Regions from separate parts of the Nomascus leucogenys genome. Here region 2 is linked to region 1. A link is a contact called in public Hi-C data. All regions are on one chromosome and are shown on one strand. The core of a region is the stretch at or near the end of the contact, and the rest is flanking DNA. Distances in the headings are between cores, read along the strand shown. Region 1 has its middle 30 kb from the start of TOX2. Region 2 has its middle 25 kb from the start of GTSF1L.

What was found. A called contact is a pair of places that touch in the nucleus more often than the background predicts.
Region 2: a Hi-C map of a lymphoblastoid cell line shows a contact between it and region 1, with 3 times the contacts expected there. The contact joins two enhancer-like sites. A contact is called at or near these places in 2 of 4 Hi-C or Micro-C datasets (a lymphoblastoid cell line and an unstated tissue).

What each region holds. Positions count from the first base shown.
Region 1 is chr13:20,108,645-20,112,623 of Asia_NLE_v1, reverse strand. No RefSeq gene overlaps it. Among named protein-coding and RNA genes, the nearest start is that of TOX2, 30 kb to the right of the region's middle. Within about 2 kb of position 2,308, the one cell type or tissue checked has an H3K27ac peak away from gene starts, as active enhancers do. A contact at or near this core is called in a lymphoblastoid cell line, where this site is marked.
Region 2 is chr13:20,267,964-20,271,989 of Asia_NLE_v1, reverse strand. No RefSeq gene overlaps it. Among named protein-coding and RNA genes, the nearest start is that of GTSF1L, 25 kb to the left of the region's middle. Within about 2 kb of position 1,294, the one cell type or tissue checked has an H3K27ac peak away from gene starts, as active enhancers do. A contact at or near this core is called in a lymphoblastoid cell line, where this site is marked.

The DNA of each region.
Region 1 (3,979 bases), core at 1,059-3,558:
AGGGTTTTTTTTTTTTGGGGGGGGAGGAACCCCATTTCACAGTCACCTTTGTGACCCACCATCAGAGCCATCCCATTCCAATCTCATTTTCTTCCTTTCCTCACTCCAAGAGACCGTGACTGCGGGCAGATCCTAGACCCCTCTTCAGAGCTTCGGGCTCTAGGCATTCCTGCGGCCCTTCCCTCCCTATCATTAAAAGGGGTGGGGTCCTGCTGCCTTCTCCAAGTGGTTTCAGCTCTGGATCCTTTGGGAGCAATGGAGCCCACCTGCCTGGAGCTCCATTACTGATGCTGCAAGTCTTTGACTCAGTTTCCCCATATATGAGTGAGAGTTTAAGCGCGGCAATCTCCAGGGGGGGCTCTCAAGCTGACTCAAATCAGTGAGACGAGGAGGGGGCGGGCATGCTAAGAGTATCCTCCGGCGCTGGCCTGCGTCCGCCCAGGTAAGGCAGCACCCATCTCCAAAGTGGTCCTGTCACCACCTTTCTCTTCTCCCCCCGCACCCACGCCGCGGGGCGGGGGCTAGCGCCGCCTCAAATATTTAGGGCAAGGGAGTGTCCCACTTCTGGGGAGGGGTGCCGTTCGGGCTTCTCTCCTCACCGTGGGTGGCGAAAGCCGGGACGGAAAAGCGCCGTCTGGAGAGGCGCGCCCCCCTCAGGGATGCAGGGCCGGGCGGGGGACCCGGAGGCGGCCCAGCCCGGAGGAAGGACCTCCCCGCCCCGGCCCGGGCCCCCGGCCCTCGGCAGCGCCCGAGGCCGGAACAATAGCGCGCGCGGGCGGGGCGGGGGCGGGGGCGGGGCGGTCCTCTGGGCGCCGCCCCCGGCCCGCCCCCCGCGCTCGCAGTCCCGCTCGCACACTGGCTCCCACCCGCCGCCCGCCCAGGCACTGCCAGCGGGAGCCGCCGCCGCCGCCGCGCCCGCCATGGACGTCCGCCTGTACCCCTCGGCGCCCGCGGTGGGCGCGCGGCCCGGGGCCGAGCCGGCCGGCCTGGCGCACCTGGACTATTACCAAGGCGGCAAGGTAGGCGGGGGCGGGCGGGGGTCCCCCGCGGGCGGGGCCGGAGTCACCTGGCAGCTCGGGACTCAGGCGCTCCCGGGGTCACACGGGGCCGCGCACATCAGCCCCGCCGACGGGCACCGGCGGCTCACATCGATCCCCTCGCGGCCACGCTCACGCCCTGAGTTGTTGGGATCGCGGGCAGAAGTCATCCCGACAGCCACCCTTGCGACGACACAGTGGCCCCTCATTCGCGTCCCCCTGACAGCCTCGCAGTCATTCACAAGCCGTCACAGTGACCCACGGCCACACGCAGGCGGCCAGGCACTGCTTACACGGTCCCGCCGTCCCACGCAAGTCACCCTGACAGTCACTTATACACAACGACACGCGACCACTCACCCGCGAACAGTCTCACCGCCACAGACGAGTCACCCACAGACGCTCCGATGCCCCACACACCGTGACATGCCCCCACCCGCTGTCACAACCAGGCACAACGGGGGACAGTCACACAAAGAAGTCGCCCGACAGTCACACGCTCGCAGCCACAACGCCTCACCCAGGCGCACGCTGTCACACACAGCCACCCCCCTGGACGGTGAGCCTCAGACACAGATCGTCCTGACGGCCACACAGTCACACGCGGTCACACCCAGGGGCGGCCACACCTCGGTCATCCACACTCGCGCGTCGAGGTTTAACTTCTCAGCGCCGCAGCACACTAATTGGGCAGTTTACTAATTGGCCGTCACTGCCCGGCGGGGCCTCGGATTCCGAGTAGGCTGCGGCCGGCCAATCGAGGCCTGTCCCCTCCCGGGAGCGGTGAGCCGGCGTCCCTCCAGGCTGGGGCTGTAGTGCGGGACACCCTCCCTCCTCCACGTTTCCAGGACCTACCCCCCCACCCCAGCCAGGTCCCCGCTGCGCTTCGCCGGGCGCATTCCCAGTGATGGAGGCTTGCGTGCCTGGAACCCCGAACCCGAGGCGTCAGGTCCCACTGCCCCGACTGGCCCAGCCCGGAGGGGTTGGGTGCCTCTGTGCAGTCCGCGTCCCCTTCGGTCGCCGGGGAGGGAACTTTCAAACTTAGTTAGGAAGCCAGACTGTCCGCGCGTCCGCCAGTCGGTGCGTCGGTCCCGGGCCGGCTGCAGCCAAGCGCGGCTTTTCGTCACTCGGAGCCCGGATTGAACAGCGCGCGTGGGTTTCCCGCGGCCCTGGCGCAGACGCGCGGGCTCCGTGGCAATGCGGGGTGAGTGCGCGTCCAGTGGCTGGATCGGCGCCCCCCAGGGTCTCTCCCCAACCTCGCAGGCTTTTCGTCAGGCCCCTGGTAGTGGGGATGAGGCAGGAGAGGGGCGTCCCGGCGCGGATCCCGGGGCCTCCCGGGCTGGGCCTCCCTGAGTGCACCCTCAGGCCCCAGGGGAGCGGCTTCTGGCAAAGCCTCCCTGCAATTCGCCAGGGTCGGCAAGCATCCAGGCCACTAGGGCCTGCGCGATGTGGGGCGGTGGTGGGCGACAAGTGAGGTCTCGCGAAGAGTGGCGGTGGTTCTCTTTTGTCCAGTGACCTGCAAAGTTAGAAGCCGATGAGGGGGGATGGTAGCCTCAGGAGAAGGCCGGGAGCTGCCTCCAGTCTGATGGAGGAAAATAGATTAAAAGTAGCAAGTGGAGTTTTCAGGGAGGAGAAGGTTGGGTGTGGGGGCAGCTGGTCTGTCTTCTGCCCTTGGCTTTGTTATTTTTCAAAATGTGAAGTTGGCGAGGTAGGTGCCAGCGTCTGGTTTGCGGGTGTGGGTGGGCTGGGCATTTGTGCCTCAAAGTCTGAGTGGGTGGGGGCTTAGCCTGGAGCGCTCCGTTTGAGGGTGGTGTTTCTATAAATCTCGCCAGGGTGGGGCTGTCCCAAATAGGGGCCTTTGGAGGCAGGACTCAGCCGAGGCTCCTGCTTTATTCTGATGCTCTGTAAACCTCTGACTCAGCACCAGAACCTGTGTGAATCTCGCCGGGAAGGGCCCGTCAGGGAGGGAAGGAGAAGCCGGCGATTCTGGTTTCTTTCTGTGTGGGATGTAGGACCCCGGCCCATAGCTGAGGATGTGTCCAGAGTGAGGCGGGGCAGGGATGGGGGTGGGGATGCGCTGAGCCACTGGATAGGTGAAAGGAAGGTCTGACTTTGCACTTGGATGTGAAACCTGCTACTCAGTCCTTCAGGCTAGAGCAGGGTGAGGCGGGAGGGCAGAGGTCACTGTACTCAGTTAGGGGCTAGAGGTCTTTTGATAAGGGATTCCCAAGTGGGCATGGCCTTAGTGGTGGCGGTTGGGGGGTAGGGCCAGGCTGTGATCAGGAACTCCCCTTTTCTGGCTCAAGAAGTGGATGGGGAGGGGTTGGGGAGGGAAATGCCCAAGCTCCACCTTTACACTAGGTCACTGTCAAAGCTGGAGGGAAACAGGCTCAGGGCGCAGTAGTGACCACACTTGGGGCCTGTAGGCCTGGCTGAATCCACACATTGTGGGGTGGACACACCCACACATGGGGGGCTCTGTCCCCAGACAAGAGGCTCATTGCACAGGGAGCCAGGCTTTATATACATAAGGGCAAGCATTTGCCCAAGTGATGCCCGACAACTATGGGGCAGTTGACCTGGAAGGGCTCTTGGCGACCGTCCCCTTGGTGACTATCCCCTTGGCGACTGTCCCCTTAGCAATCCTCTACACAGAGATTCCCAGCCTCTTTAAACCAAAGTCACGAACATTGGTTGTTCTTTTGGTATCTTTTGTTTGAGAAAATACACACTAATGAAAAGCTGTTATGGTTTTATTTTTGCTTTGAAATAGATGTGTATTTTATTAATCACAATATTAGCATGCGTTAGAAAAATAGCTTAACAGGTATGAAGAAGACTCATTACTATTTAATGTAATAAAGGTGCTTTTTGAGCATAGGGATTTGTGGCCCCATGGCTCCCAGGATCTGTGGCTCCATGCTGGGAACCATTGATCTCCT
Region 2 (4,026 bases), core at 45-2,544, 160 kb before region 1:
CTAAACCCTCACTATGGGTCCTTTCTGTGTGTGGAGATACAGTGGTGGGCAACACAGACACCATCCCTGCCCTCCTAGAATTCATGCTTGTGTGGAGGAGCCAGAGAGTAGCAAATAATTCCTTACATATAAAATTACATGTTAGGCTGAGCGCAGTGGCTCACACTTGTAATCGCAACACTTTGGGAGGCCAAGGTGGGAGGGTTGCTTGAGGCCAGGAGTTCAAGACCAGCCTGGGTAATATAGCAAGACCCCATCTTTACAAATATTTAAAATAAAATTACAATTTATAGGAGCTGCCTTGAAGGAGGAGGGATTCATAGGGTGCGGTGTGGATGAAAAGAGCTCTAGGAACCTGAGGATGTGAAGGATTCTTCCCTTAGGAAATTATGCTTGAATTGAAATCTGAGGGTGAGAAGGAGTGAACCAGGCGGAGTCAGAGGGAAGAGTGTTTCAGACAGAGGAATCTCATGTGCAAAGGCCCTGAGGTGGAAATGAGCTCATTTCCTTGGCAGAACAGTGTGGTTGGAGCAGGGAGGAAGAGAGGGACTGGCTGGACCTGGGGTATGGGCAGTAGACAAGGACCAGTACCCTCAGGTTCTCAAATTTCCCATCTTCAAATGGGACAACAAGAGAACAATCTATCTTGCAAAGAGGATAAAATGTAATGATGAGCCTAAAGCATCTAATGTAGTGCCTGGTACATAGTTGGTGTCAATATTGGGGGTGGAGGTGGATCTGGGCAGAGGGTACAGCCTGGTTAGAGAGCTGTGGGGAAGCACTGGGCAACTGCGGGGACCAGAGCTGTCTCGGCCGCCTGCAGGGACCAGCTGAGAAGCGTGTTTAACCACGGTGAACATTACCGCTGGCATCGCTGTCTTGTTGAAAACAAAGTGAAATTGGAGAACATACTATTGTCTTGAACTAGGCCAAGATGACTAATTATTAGACTCACTTTTGAAAGGTTACCATATACAGACATGCGATGAGGTGGAGAGAGGAGAGTTTGGAAATCTGATTCATTCTGAAACCCCAATAGATGGAACTCTTGCTTGGTTTCTGAGCATAATGACTGTGAGCATTCGATTTAACTCAGCTGTCCCCACAGGCATGGTGCAAAACAAAATGTTTTGCATCAGCTCCTTGGAGTGTCATGGGGCAGCTCATGGCAGCCCTGGGGAGATCTCTGCTAGATGGTGAAGGGTGTGCAACGTGGGTGCTGGTGTTGGGGAATGGAGGGGACGCCAGACCTCAAATCTGGGATCTGAGTCTGAGGGATGGCTTTGCCACAAGTGGACCATGTGGCTTAGGTTAACTTCCTCCTTTCTTTGGGCCTTAGTTTCCTCATCTGGAAAATGAAGGGCTAGACCAGATGCTCTCCAAGAACTTCTCTAGTTTTGTTGTTCTATGGCCTTCGCTGGTGGTGTGACTTTGGATGTTACCTTCAGCTCCTGGGTTTTAGTTTCCTTTTGAGCATTTTAGATTTCCCCAAGTGTTGGTTTATTTCACTCCCCATTTGCCGCCCCCACCCTTGAAGTCTAGCAACTCTAAATCTTCTCCAGACTCCATTGAGAACAAATCACCCTAGTTCCTTGCCCTATGGGTCAGTGGTTTAATCTGGGGATGCGTGAGTCCCTTGGTCCTGTCTGGAGATGCATAAATCCACTGTGGCCTGATGTGGGGATTCCAAGTCCTTGAGGTCTAATCTGGGGATGCATGTGGTCCAGTACTCACAGACCCAAGGGGGCCTGAAGGCACCTGGACCCTTCAGGAAGTCCTGTCTCTGGGACTTGCAAGGGAACATTCGTGAAGCTGGTATCAGGGCTGAACATGGATTGGGGCTTTCTAAGGGCCAAGTGCAGGCACTCATTTCCTTCTCACATTATTCCCACCTCTGAGGGGCAGAGGGGCTGAGTAATTTTCCTAAGGCCACACAGGGAGCAAGGGGCAGAGGTGGCATGTGTGCCCAAGCCTATTTGATTCAAACTGTTGTTGACTTTGGAAACTGACCCCACCATCTCATTTATTTCTGACAACAAATATGTCCATTAACAGGTATCAAGCCTTAGAGGCTTCATAGCAAAACAGAGTGGAGACCTGGTAGGTAGGCAGGCAGCTTCCAGATTTCTCTACCCAGCCCCCACTTCCTGGCCAGGAACTGGAGGCAGGGAAGCTCCATTGCCCATATAGCTGCGTGACTTTTCATTTGCCCGTTCCTGTGGTCAGACTCCGTGGTGTGAGACTTCCTGTGGTGGAGCCGAGTGATGCAAGAATGTTGCTGTGTAGGGCTGTGGTCCTGCACCGTCCACTTTATTGGTTGCCTAAGGCATCTTCAGTGGTAAAATGGGAAAGGCATAGTTTTTGTCCTGAACGTTGTCCTTAGACCTAAGCCAGACTTGATCAGATGCCACATGGGGCGTATCCTCCTGAGCATCCCACGTCTACCCCCTGCCTTGGATGTCTGACATCAAGTATGTAAGTGCTTGTGTCTGGACCTGAACTTCACTCCAAACGGTGGGGTTGGCTACAGGTCAGTTACCCATGTGAGATTATAGTGCCTTGACTGGTTATTCTTTTTTTTTTTTCTTGAGACAGGGTCTAGCTCGGTTGCCCAGGCTGGCGTGCAGTGGTGTGATTGCTCTGTCTCCTGGGCTCAAGCCATCCCCCCATCTCAGCCTCCTGAGTAGCTGGAACTACAGGCATGCACCATTGTGCCAGCTAACTTTTACATTTTAGCAGAGATGGGGTTTATGCCATGTTGGCCAGGCTGGTCTTGAACTCATGGCCTCAAGTGATCCACCCACCTTGGCTTCCCAAAGTGATGAGATTACAGGCGTGAGGCACTGCGCCTGGCCACCTGACCGGTTATTCTTATCAAAATGAGAACAGAACTGAAATTGAACGTAAGCCACCATTAATTATCATCAGTAATGTATTTAATATAAGGCATAATTTACAGTCACACTAAAATAAATATAAATGGCTTGACACAAGTAAACATTCTTGCTCAACCCTTGACACCCTCTAGGGATGGATCTGAAGATCCCCCAGACATATGAATATTATTTTTCAAATTATTATTATTACGATTTTTTAGAGACAGGGTCTCACTCTGTTGCCCAGGCTGGAGTACAGTGGTGTGATCATGGCTCACTCCTGGGCTCGAACTCCTAGGCTCCAGAGATCCTCTGTATTCATCTGTTCTCGCACTGCTGTAAAGAAATACCTGAGACTGGGTAATTTATAAAGAAAAGAGGTTTAATTGCCACATGATTCTGCAGGCAATACAGATGCTGGCATCTGCTTGGCTTCTGAGGAGGCCTCAGAAGGCTTCCAATCATGGCACATGCATTGCATGGCCAGAGTAGGAGTGAGTGGAAAATGGGGCACTTCTACACGCTTTTTTTTTTTTTTTTTTTTTTTTTTGAGATGGAGTCTCACTCTGTCGCCCAGGCTGGAGTGCAGTGGCACGATCTCGGCTCACTGCAAGTTCCACCTCCTGGGTTCACGCCATTCTCCTGCCTCAGCCTCCCAAGTAGCTGGGACTGCAGGTGCCCACCACCACACGCAGCTAATTTTTTGTATTTTTTAGTAGAGACAGGATTTCACCGTGTTAGCCAGGATGTTCTTGATCTCCTGACCTCATGATCCGCACGCCTGGGCCTCCCAAAGTGCTGGGATTACAGGCGTGAGCCACCGCGCCCAGCCTGCTACATGTTTTTAAACAGCCAGATCTTGCAATAACTCACTCACTCACTCAACAATAACAGTACCAAGGGGATGTTGTTAAGCCATTTGTGAAGGACCACCCTCATGATCTGGTCACCTCCCACCAGGCACCACCTCCAACCCCGGGGATTACAATTCAACATGCTATTTAGGCGGGGACACAGATCCAAACAATATCCTCCTCTCACGTAGCTGGGACTACAGGTGTGTGCCACCAAGCTCGGCCTCTGGTTTTTCAAATGATACCCCAATTCGGAGCACCTCTCACCACTTCCCTATTCAAGCCACTAGCCAACG